Linked DNA regions of Columba livia: region 1 is linked to region 2. Evidence: chromatin contacts called from public Hi-C data. All regions are on one chromosome and are shown on one strand. The core of a region is the stretch at or near the end of the contact, and the rest is flanking DNA. Distances in the headings are between cores, read along the strand shown.

What was found. Hi-C and Micro-C count contacts between places; a contact is called where the count stands out from the background.
Region 1: a Hi-C map of crop shows a contact between it and region 2, with 2.3 times the contacts expected there. The contact joins two enhancer-like sites. A contact is called at or near these places in 2 of 2 Hi-C or Micro-C datasets (crop and liver).

What each region holds. Positions count from the first base shown.
Region 1 is chr21:2,909,848-2,915,618 of bColLiv1.pat.W.v2, forward strand. It overlaps RERE (arginine-glutamic acid dipeptide repeats), which reads right to left. Exons shown (of 22, transcript XM_065037951.1): 10 at 4,385-4,483. Among named protein-coding and RNA genes, the nearest start is that of RERE, 110 kb to the right of the region's middle. Within about 2 kb of position 4,159, at least 1 of the 3 cell types and tissues checked has an H3K27ac peak away from gene starts, as active enhancers do.
Region 2 is chr21:2,868,421-2,873,902 of bColLiv1.pat.W.v2, forward strand. It overlaps RERE (arginine-glutamic acid dipeptide repeats), which reads right to left. Exons shown (of 22, transcript XM_065037951.1): 12 at 288-450. Among named protein-coding and RNA genes, the nearest start is that of SAMD11, 92 kb to the left of the region's middle. Within about 2 kb of position 3,296, at least 2 of the 3 cell types and tissues checked have an H3K27ac peak away from gene starts, as active enhancers do.

The sequences.
Region 1 (5,771 bases), core at 2,909-5,408, 42 kb after region 2:
GCATAAGTAAACAGAATTAATAACCACCCAAGTGTGGACGGGTGACTTAATCTGTTTCGATTAGATGCAGCTCAGCCTGAGGCCTTTGTGTTATTTAAAATGTGTTCATCATGTTTAATTAAAAACCTAATAAACTAAAGGTTCTTTTAGTTCGGATTTGTATTTCTCTCTTCTGACCACCGCATTGATTTTTTTAGTGCTTTTGATAAAAAGGCAGAGAAACGCACAGTTTGAATAAAGAGACAAAAGTGTGAGATCAGATCAGCAGGACTGTCAGAACCAGTCTAGTGCCTTCAGCATCTCCAACACACGAGAATACCAGAACTGAGAACCATCTCATTAAATTAACACAACTTAAATGAACATTGTATCCTTTGTATATGACAGCATTTGATAGGTGTTTATCTGAAATGGAAGAGGGCTCGTTTTTGGATGCGGAGGGTCAGAATGTACTGAACATCACAAAGTCGAAAAGCCATTTTGTAGAGAAGATTCTGTCCCAGAATGGTGAGAGATTCTGTAAGGACAGTTGTTCTTGTGAAATATTTCCACCGAAACCATGCCAGGAAAATGGGTGTTCAGTTTAACCTACACTGAAACAGCTAATGATCATGGCTCCAGATTGGGAGACTGTTGAAGGTGAAGCAGCGTGACCGTCAGGGCAAGCACTGGGGTGCGAATACAGGGACTCGGTTTCGGGTTTGTTGTACTTACTTCCCATAGACAAACTCTCAATTTCTACATCAGTTTTGAAATCTTTCAAACTGGAGAAGAATTGACCAGTGTCATTCCATTCTTTTTAAAGGTTTCCAATTGCTTGCATGAAAAATGCCTGCACTCGGTCCAAGATTAAGAGATGTTTTTAGAGGTGCCCACAAGATGTAGAATAGAGCTCGCTGCTCTTTCCCTCCGACCATCCCTCGCTGGGTTCGAGTGAAGCCTCTTTGTTTCCTCGGTGCATCGAAATAAGACAAATGCAAACTAAAACTTGTCTGTACTACAACGTACTATTGGGCACAGGGTGACAACACCAGCGTTCTAGAGCACACCAGGGCAGGAAAAGACGGCTCAAGAAAATGAAAGGAGAAAAGTGGTTACGCCGCAATCTCAAGTTAGCAAAAGATAGCGCATGAAACACACCCCACGGCTAAATCAGTGCCCCCTCACCAGGAACACGGACCTTGCTCAAACTCCTCCACAGAAGTGAATTTGTGAGCATTACAAGAGAAACCACCCCCCTCCTCACCAAATCTGGGCTGGAAACCGATGTTGTCAGGTGTAGCACAACCTCTATAAACAGGAAACAGCTGCTGACCGAGCTGCGGGCAGACACAGAGCACAGAGGCTCCTTCGGTCCCTTTTGTTAGGCAGTGTTTTGACAGTGCACCTCTGAATTTACATACTGGAGTAAAAAAGGCTTAAAAACAGCCATACGTTTAGAAACACAAGAGAGACAACAAACCCCTGTCTTGGTATTTACAGAGCCTTCCATTTAATTCAATCACTGGCAAATTTTATCCCCTGTTTAATTTGATCTAAACCTCTGTAACCACATCATCGGGAGTAAAGATAACGTAACTTCCATCCTTTATTTTAATCAGTTCTGATCAGTGCGAAGCAGCCCTGACTTTCTCAGGTAAGGAGGTTAATGAACCAGAGCTTTGTACCTGGCATCAGCTTATTTACGCAAGTCTTAAAATTAAGTAGATACTTGCTAGGATGCAAGAACAGACTAATTCTAAGTCCAGCACAAATAGGATGGTTTGGACCACATCACTAGTGGCTCCTGCTGCTTGTCGCTTCCCATCATCAGATGGGGGAGAAACTCAACATTCTCAACAAAATTTAATTGTTTTGGCCAGACTTGGGGTTTGACAAAGGAGTGTTTTCTGAAAGATATGTTGCTGTGCAGTTCCTACGCGGCTCCAGCACCCTGTATATCACGTAGAACGTTCTGCTCAGTTACACGGGGCCGATGATTAAGGAAACTTCCCCAAAGAGAAACACTCAGAAGTGCAGTAGAGCTGCTTTAATCTGGAGTTGTCTCCAAACCGCCGGGGCCAAACACGCGATGAGGTTGTGCAGGTGGAGCTTAGCGCTCTATAAATAAGAGCAGAGTTTGATCTCTGGCTCTGCCGAGGCTGGAGGGCTGCCAAGTGTTTCTGGAAACTTGGATGGAACAGAACAAGAACAAATCTGATAAAACGAGCTGACACTGACAATGATTTATGGAGTCAGTGATCATTACTCTGTACTCACAGTCTGCACTTTTGGAGTCATGTTGCGCTTTTCAATAAACTTTAACATGAACTCGTCAGACACCCCGAGCTGCAGCCGCCACGGCCTTCACAGCATAACGCTTCTGATGGGAAAACAAGGAGAGGGAAACAAAATCTACACCGAAAAAGAGGTGTTGGCGCTGTACGATTCACCCACGAACGTGGGAAAGAGCGTACGCAGACAAAACAGAGGTTAAAACAACACGATCGCAAACTTACTGAACACAGGCACAGCACTTGAAGTATCCGTTCCGACAGCCTGTTCCCTAAACAAAACTCCCTTTGGTGACAAGATAGCTGTAAAACTTATCAGGAAACTGTGTTCTAAGGCTTTTACTCATCCTGTCCTTCGCTGTCGGTGCTGGCACATGATGCTGTTTCACTCCACGGCTCCAGGCAGCTCCTCAGCACAAAGGGTCTTTGTTGGGCTGCGGAATCAGCCTGTTTTAATCCGGGTTTAGATGGCCCGCCCCAGCCCCAGTCTAGCTCTCGTAAAAGGGTTTACATAAGGAGAGGGTAAGCATAAGGAATTCATGGGAATAACTCCCTGAAAGACTTTCAGAGAAACAACAGTTTTCAAAGTCTGCCCAGACATTATCTCAATAATTAAAAAGTGCTAAAAGACCATGAAAGTTTCCCCCATTATTAATTGGTTCTGTTTTGTTGCACCAATGCCATTAGCAGCTTAACAAAACCACAAAATGTTTATTTTTATTCACTTCCTTACATACTTGATCAACTAACGAGCTTCAAAAATTGATTTAGAGAAAAGCAAGATCTTCTCTCGTGCCATTTTTCCGTGAGCGATGCTGTCTTGTACTGTAACACATTTTCTTCATTTATATACCTGGTAAGTACACGTGACAAGTTGAATTTCTACCTGGTCTATTCCAATACAGCACGCTACGTACCAGAGCAGCTTTTCCAACAGCCAAAGGTGAAAACTATAAGCGAGTCTGAGGTTCTGTGATAAATATTTTATCATAACCAACTTCCAATCATCTGATTTGCTATTTCAGTGCACACTGCAGCCTGATTATTGAGCTACAAAATAGAATGGTTTTCCATTTTCACAAAACTACACATGCCTAGCCGGCTCGCTAAAGACGTACCATCTCCTTATAGGTTACATTTCACATAAATCTTTTCTGTTAAGCACAATTAACATCGGTATGTAATGTAATGTAACCCAAGTGAAAACGCACGAGTTTCACCTTTTATTTTAAATGCAGGGGAGCACTTGTGTGCCCAACCCCTGCAGCACAAGGTCTGACCAACCCAGCGAGCCCGGGCGTGCAGCCGTGAGGACACAACCGCGCCGAACATCCAGCGCGGGTCTCTAATCCATCACCTCCATACATCACTGTGGGAGCCACGGACAGGACGCACGGCCTGTTTCCAGCCCAGTTGTGGGGCTGGAATTCCTACATACTTTAAACGTGGCCAGCATGGCTAAATCCCGGCTTTCAGATAAGCTGGTTTGGGTCTGCTCCTTGTCAAAGTTTCATCCATCGAGAACTACGCCACTAAACACTTCCTAATATTCCGTATGAGAGGAAGAAGGGACTTAATCTCAAGCTGCGTTTATGAGAAACGCTGATATCCAACCTCCCATTAGCCAACGTGAGCTGACACCATAAACCTCCTCCAATACCAGCAGGAAAGAATACACAGACAACACTTTGCCTTTTACATCTTGTCCTACCCCAGTTAATGCCGGTGGCCAAGCCTTCCTGGACATGAAAACAAAAGGGAAATCTGGAGCCCAGAAGTTTTGCATCTATTTTTTTGCCCTTAATTTACCCCACAGCATCCTCTCAAAACCCGTCACTTGATGTTCTCCTTGCTTATTCTGCTATTAGAAGGGTATTTTCCCCAGTCTAATCAGGTTCTGTATATCAAGCAAGGGCCCGCTAACTCACAATTCTGCAAACATTCATCCTGTGCAGCAAGGATTTGCTGCATTGCAATTGCAACAATTGCATTGCAATTATTTGCCCCTCTTCTTCCCCATAAACGTAACCTCTTAAAAAAATAAATAAAATAAAAAAGAGCAAGAGAAACAAGATGAACTATAAGGCTCAAGGGAATAATTCATTTCCTACCACTTCATCTTCGGTCCAACATTTCTCAATCAGCTTTGGCACAGGTTTCTTCACCAAGCGCTGCAGGGCTTTTCCAGCATCATAGTTACTTTCATGTAGCTGAAAAACAAGACAAATAGATCATTCAATGGAATTAGCAGTGATCTGATATTGGAGAAAAACCACTAAAGGAAGCCACATGAGATGCTCTATGACTAATTATTTTTCTTGTTGATATACGAAGTGAAATTTAAACAACCTGAAGGGCAACCGGGGTTTTACTAGTCAAAGAAACAACATTAAACAAGCGCATTTTCTGCCGCCTTCCTGAGCTTCTCGCAGATAATGTGTCAGTCCATGAAGCACTGGAGATTTTCTGGTTAACTTCAAAAAAAACCACTTTTTAACATTAGAAATTAAAAGGGGAAATTTTAAAAAGCTCCAACAAAACGTTTTTCAAAAGGAGTTGCATTTTATGCAGCATATTTTGTTCAGATGAGTGACACCAACTAGAAAAACTAACGCACAGGAGGGATTGTAGGCCATGGGATGCCAAGTTTACCCATCCAGAAAACTCTTGCATTGCAAAGATCACTGTGTTGTTGGAGAACAACTATGGAAAAGAAAGAGAACCTCTACAGATATCTACGGGAGCACACAAAAGCAACTGGGGATGTTGAAGTTGACAGGACTGTTTCAGCTGGTCAGAGCCTACAGCGCACCTTATTTTCCACCAGAAATTCCGTATCTGTATGATCAAAAGCTGTCTGAAATAGACAGACATTTAAATCAGGGTGAGGCAGAAAAACAACTACACCGAAAGAAAAACAGCCCCCGATGAACCCATGAGAACATGGAGCTCTTAACACTGGACAGAAAGCATTTAGAGCGCTGTAGATTTACAGCCTGTCCTGTCTTCAAAGTACAGCGGGATTTCGAGAACTGAAGGGGAGTCAGGAGCCTGCTCTATGTCTTCTGAAAATGATCTCAAAGAACAAGAAATATTGCCTGGCTGACAAAAACCGCATTATCTTCCTCCACTCAAAAGGGAGAACGATTTGCATATGAACTTCTCTACACAGAGGCAATTTTTCTAAACAAGGTTCTAAGCAAACCAAAGCTTCCAAGATGTTGATTAGCGGAAAAGAATTTTACAGACCCTCAAATGTTTCTTTACGATGGGGGCAACCAAAAAAATGATTCTGTGCATCGATTATCTCCTGCTTTTCCTTCCTACCTGGATTTTATCCTGAGCCATCCACATCCCACCCTCCAGAAGCATCTGTGCTGCCAGACCTCAGAAAACACTGCGGTGAGTTCTATAATTCATGAACTTTTCCCAAGAATGATGAACTGAACAGGGATCAAGATACAGTTACTGAACAGCAATGAGATGTTAACTGCCTGG
Region 2 (5,482 bases), core at 2,046-4,545:
ACTGCAATAAGCCTGGAGAAAACACAACACAAACCCAAGAAAAGCGCAGGGAGGTTCAGTGCCAGGGCCGCGTTTCCACCCTGACAGGATGCTTTTATGTTTAAGAACCACAGAAAGCGCTTGGTGATCAAAGACATCTACCACATTCCAGAATAACGGGGCAGAACACGAGAGGGCAACGGCCTGAACTCCGTTCCCTCGCTCCGTCCACGTGGAGGTTCAGCACCGTTACTGTTGCTCCCTGCATCTAAACAGCGATAAACGCGCTGCTTACAGCTCCCACTTACAGAATTCACTGGAGGGGGGTCTGGAGGGAGTGTTGACTGGAGTGGAAGCCGTTCGAGTTTTAATCCTCCGAAACACAGCCTGTCTTCGATGCCGACGGTGGGCTCGAGAACTTGCTGCTTCAGGGGTTTTCTTCCAATAGTAATAGAAGGTGATTAGTTCTCCCTGCGAATACAGAAGGAGTATGTTAGAGGGGCGTGCAAACCTGACTCGTCAGCTTTTTTCCTCCCTTTTGCTCTCCGTACGTGTATTTTTGCAGGAAGCTTCGTGATGTATTTCAGGCAGACAAAAGAATTCTTTAGATAAGGCAGGAAAAATAACCCTGGTTATTTTTTGTTTGCTTTTGCAGGGGAGGAACAGAAGTACATAAATGCCTTGTCACTCCTCCCATGGAAAAGACCAGAGGTTGGACAGAACTGCTCAGGATTCTCGGGTGTTTACAGAAACAATGAGGATCAATTCAAACCGATACTGCCATGTCGACAACCTACATTCCGCAGACAGACATTTGTTAGCATTCCTGTTTAAGAAGCCGAAAGTTAGAATAAAAACATGTTCAACAAGAAGTCTATAACCATAACTCAACCCTACTACGGTGAATTGTGCTTTAATTTGAATATATATGCCCACATCTAAATCAATTAAGCAGTTAAAAGAGTACACCTAGAGAAATGAGTGATAATTTCACAGCATAATGAATCTGGCTTACAGTCAAAAACCGGAGCAGCTGCTATTGGAAGTAGCGGATGTAACGCCGAACCGAAGAACAGCATGTGGTTTTAATCTCTTTTCTCTTACTTTGAAACCCCATCATTTCCTGGCGACTTGTCTGCCTCTAAGGTAAAAGGTGTTGCTGCTTTCAAGTCGCAAGAGGAAAATAATGGAGAAGTTCTAACCAGCCCCTTGAAAAATCAACATGAGAACAAACATACTTGAATTACCCACAAAAAGGCCTCCTTTGAACTGCGTTTTATGTGATCAAACAGCACAGCCCCAGCCCGCTCCCTCCACAGGGAAATCCTGCAGCCTGTGCTCGGGGCACATCACTCAAGTCGAGTCTAATAAAGACACACCCTTAATCCAAACTCTCCCAAGGGCCTGGAACAAGCAATTACAGCCCTGACTAACATCTGTACCACTGCAACACTTGAAAGACAAAAGGAGGATGTTGTTCTAGGCATTAACTGCTGACATTTAAGACGTGAATTTTACCAATGCCTGATTTAAAACCAGAAACAGCAGGAAGAGAACATAACCACAACTTTGACTGCTGGCGATAGACAGAATAAATGCATTTTTAATCGGCGCTGCTATAGACTGGGATTGATGGGATTGATCTCCAGCACAAGCTCCAACCATGTTCACACCAAATTGTATTTGGAGCGACACTTGGTAAAGAGGAGGAGACATGGGCAAAATTAATCGTTACCTGCAACTGTTGATTCTGAAGGACAAAAGCCCTATTAAAGGAAAAATAATATATATACAAAACTCTTTCCTGAGGATAAGCTAAACCTAAAACGGGTGCAGGCTGGCGATGAGCATTTAAGCCATGTCAGACCTGGGAAGAACACGGAGTTGTGCCCCCAGCACCCTGCTCTGCTGCCGCCTGTTCAACTGCACGTGTTTGCTTTAGAAATAACATTCTACTTGGAGTCCATTAAGCGGGTTCAAAGTCCATCCAGCGCGACTGTTTGTCAAGCTGCGGATCTGGCCGGTGCCCAGAGGCACACAGAGCTCTGTGGAAAGGCTTGGCAACGCTTGTCAGAGGTGGAAAGTGTCCTGCAAATGAAACTAACACCACTTTTTACTTATAAATTCATTTATATCCAATCTGAGGTGTCAGTAAATCCCAAGTCTCTATGGCAGTGAACTGATGGGTCCTCTGACACGTGGCAACAGAGCACGCACCGATCTGTCCTCCTCCCATCATAAAACAGCAACCGGGAACATCTCTGAGCTCTGTTTACACGTCGCAAGGTCCCAAGGGAAGTTTCACAACTTATACATGCGCTACCAGACTTTTAAAAAATAAATGGTGTATATTTATAAATAATAAGCTCATGATCATAATGCCTTTTTTCCCCTGAGACCCTCTGGAAACTTGAGTCTCAACTGCAAGCAGGTCAAGATGAAACCAATTTATTTAACAACTAGTCGTACCCCACCTATCAAATCTGGGTGTATTAAAAGGATTGGAGAATATTCTGTGAAATACAGAAGATAAATCCATGGTGAGACTGCACAGGGTTGTGACTTGGTAAATGACGTAACTCTCTGATAAAAACAGAGAAGTAAAACTCAGAGAGGAGTATCCATAGAGAACGTTAATGTTTTATACGTGCACGCAGGTTAGGCACATACTACACCGGAAAAATTCCATGCCAGGTCTTGTTAGCTGCCTGGCTATCTAATATTATATTGTCTACCTAAGGGATTAAACGCTGGAGAGGGGTGAGTGGAAGGATTAGCAGCAGCGCGGTGGTGCCTGCACGGGGGGCAGGAGCTGGAGCACAAAGGAGTAACTCAGAAAAGCCCTGGTTCTACAAACAGGGAGTAAAAGCAGCTTCCAGCTTCACTGCGAGCAAAGTCAAATGAACTTTAATCAAACATGCACAGTGTGCGCTGCCAAAACCCATCGCACATAAATTCAGGGAACAAAAGGCGCTGCAGAAATCAATAGCCTACTGAAACATTAACACAGGCACGCATTGATCAAAAGGCCCTTTTACAAAAGGCAGCCTTGCAAATTAGCTGCTGGTTTTGCTTGCAAGCAAACAGAAAAGCATGAAGCTGCTGACATGAATGGCCTGTAATGATCATTTTGTTCCCGGTGATCTCAGCTCACCGCAAGGTCTCGCAGTCAACGCGTCCCACATCTCCGCACCGACTGCGAGCCGGCGGTGGGAGCCGCTGCTCTCCATCTGGTTGTCTGGACAGTGGTTCTACACCCGGGGAACAGCCCTGACCTCACAACCTGAAACACACTGTGTGTCTCCGGTCAAGCTTTTCATGCCAGGAACTGGGTATTGCTAGTGACGTGCGTGCTAAAATCACACCAGATAAAGCAGACTGAACCATCCCTCATTGCGTCATTATACTCACTCAACTTAAGAGTGACATCCCCCTCATTTCCAGAGGTAAATCAGGGAAGGGGTGAGAGCACGGAGGGCTCTGGCGGGTGGAAATGAAACTCGGGGCTCACAAGCCAAGCCCAGGGAGGGCTGAACCTGCTGCTCCAACACTGACCTTGCTGGTCGCTCTCTAACCCAGCGCCACCTTTCCTCGACAACATCTGCTCTGCCGCTAGTGGAGTTTCTGCAAGACGGAGGGGATATGTTCTCCGCTAAAATCCGTGGTTCAGCTTTCATCAATTCTAAAATACATCCAGAGCTCACAACTCCTCCAATCTCTCGCCTTCTCCTGCCAAGGCCATTTCGCCCCGCGGTGTAGGTACATAGAAATGAGTCACGCTTCATCTCCTCCGAGCCCTGTTGCAGGGATTATTTGTACAGAGAAGGAAATGGTTCAGATCCCGTCCTGCAGGAGGATGCAGCCCTGAGACGTCCTCTGCAGTTCAGTTCAGTCTCCAGGTGCCCACCAGCCCCATCCTCCCTCACCCAGCACAGCCACCTGCATTTATTAGATTATTTCCTCGGCGTGTAGCATCTTTCTCTTCCTTCTCCCACCGTTTTCACCCACCGCCCTCACCCATATTTTTTCCCCAAACACCAGGACAAGCCTGACTAACTCCTCCATACCCTTACCAAACTAACTCCAGCGCCAGCAAGCGCTGCGTGCCCTGGTTTCTCGCTCCTTATCAGCAGTTTTCAAATGTAAAATACACAATACAAGCTGTGCCCTGTGTTTGTGCTTAGTCTTGCCTTAGGTAAACAAAGGATTAACGCTGCGTTTCTGGATTTGAGAGGTTCTGACAGCCCTGCCGCTCCCATGGAAGCCAATCACACAAACACATCAGCTCACCCTCAAGTATCTGTTATGGTATAACAGAGTGAGCAAACATAATAATTGCTGTTTAATTTCCCCAGAGCCTCGCTCTGCCAGGGAAAAATATAAAATCATGGGGGAGGAGGAATAGCTTTACAGTAATTAAACAGAAAAGGTAAATGACAACTCTCTTCAATGGCTATAAAGCAGCCGTGGCAGAGCGGAGGGGAACAGATTGTCCAGCCGTGGTCTTAATGAATTCACAATCTCTCTGGAATGCATCAAGATTTTATTAAGTCAACTCAATTTAGCTCAAGTCCTGTGGTAAAAACACTGTGTCCAGCATCTCCCTGAATCCTCCGGGTTCACCAGTCCTGGTTACAACACCTGCCCAAGCACCGAGGGCTCATCAAGAAAGGGGACTATACAGGCGGAGTTTTGTGCCATAGGTTTACGGTACGCACCTCCAGTACAGGCCAGTGGATCGCTGGCTGTCACCGCCAGGCTGATGCCACATAACCCAGAATATTGGCATACGCTGCTAAGATTGGGAGAAAAAATGCAGGTTTTGGTCACGAACGTCCGCAAACCCAGGAGCTGCCAACACAAGAGGTGCAGATGTGTGTAAACAGGCAGCAAACCCACTGCCCTCCCGAATGGGACAGGGAACGGAGAGCAGCGCATGGGTACTGCTTATTACGAGACAGAAACGGCAGAACTCTCGTCTTGGTCTAAACAAGGTAAAGTATTGAAAAACTGCAGCAGGGAAGAGAAAGACCAGCTGTGAGCAGCTCCCCAGAGCCGAGCTCAGGCATTCTCACAATTTTAAGCTTGGTCTATGTGCCTCTGCCAACTCTGACAAATAGGTTTGCATATGCTCTAATTAAGCAATAAGTCTCAGCAGCTCGTTCAGCAGCACTGATTAACATCCACCTTGGGTGCACGGGAACACTGCATAACCTAAAACATTACTGAAATTTTAAGAGAGGCTTTTATAAACCAAGCAATATTTTACTAACGCTACAAAAACAGCACATTAAAAACTGTGGGATGCTCTCTACGGAACATCCTGCAGATCCCTCAGTTCTCTAGCATACTTTAGAAGTATCGGCGTTTTATCTCTCAGTTCCTCTCGCCATTTATCACCTTTTGGATGGCAATACAGCCTTCCCTGCCTGGTCTCTGCTAAGAGCTCTACCTACAATTTTAGGAGAAGATTGGCTGTCCTAATCCTCTGCTTCCTTGTTCT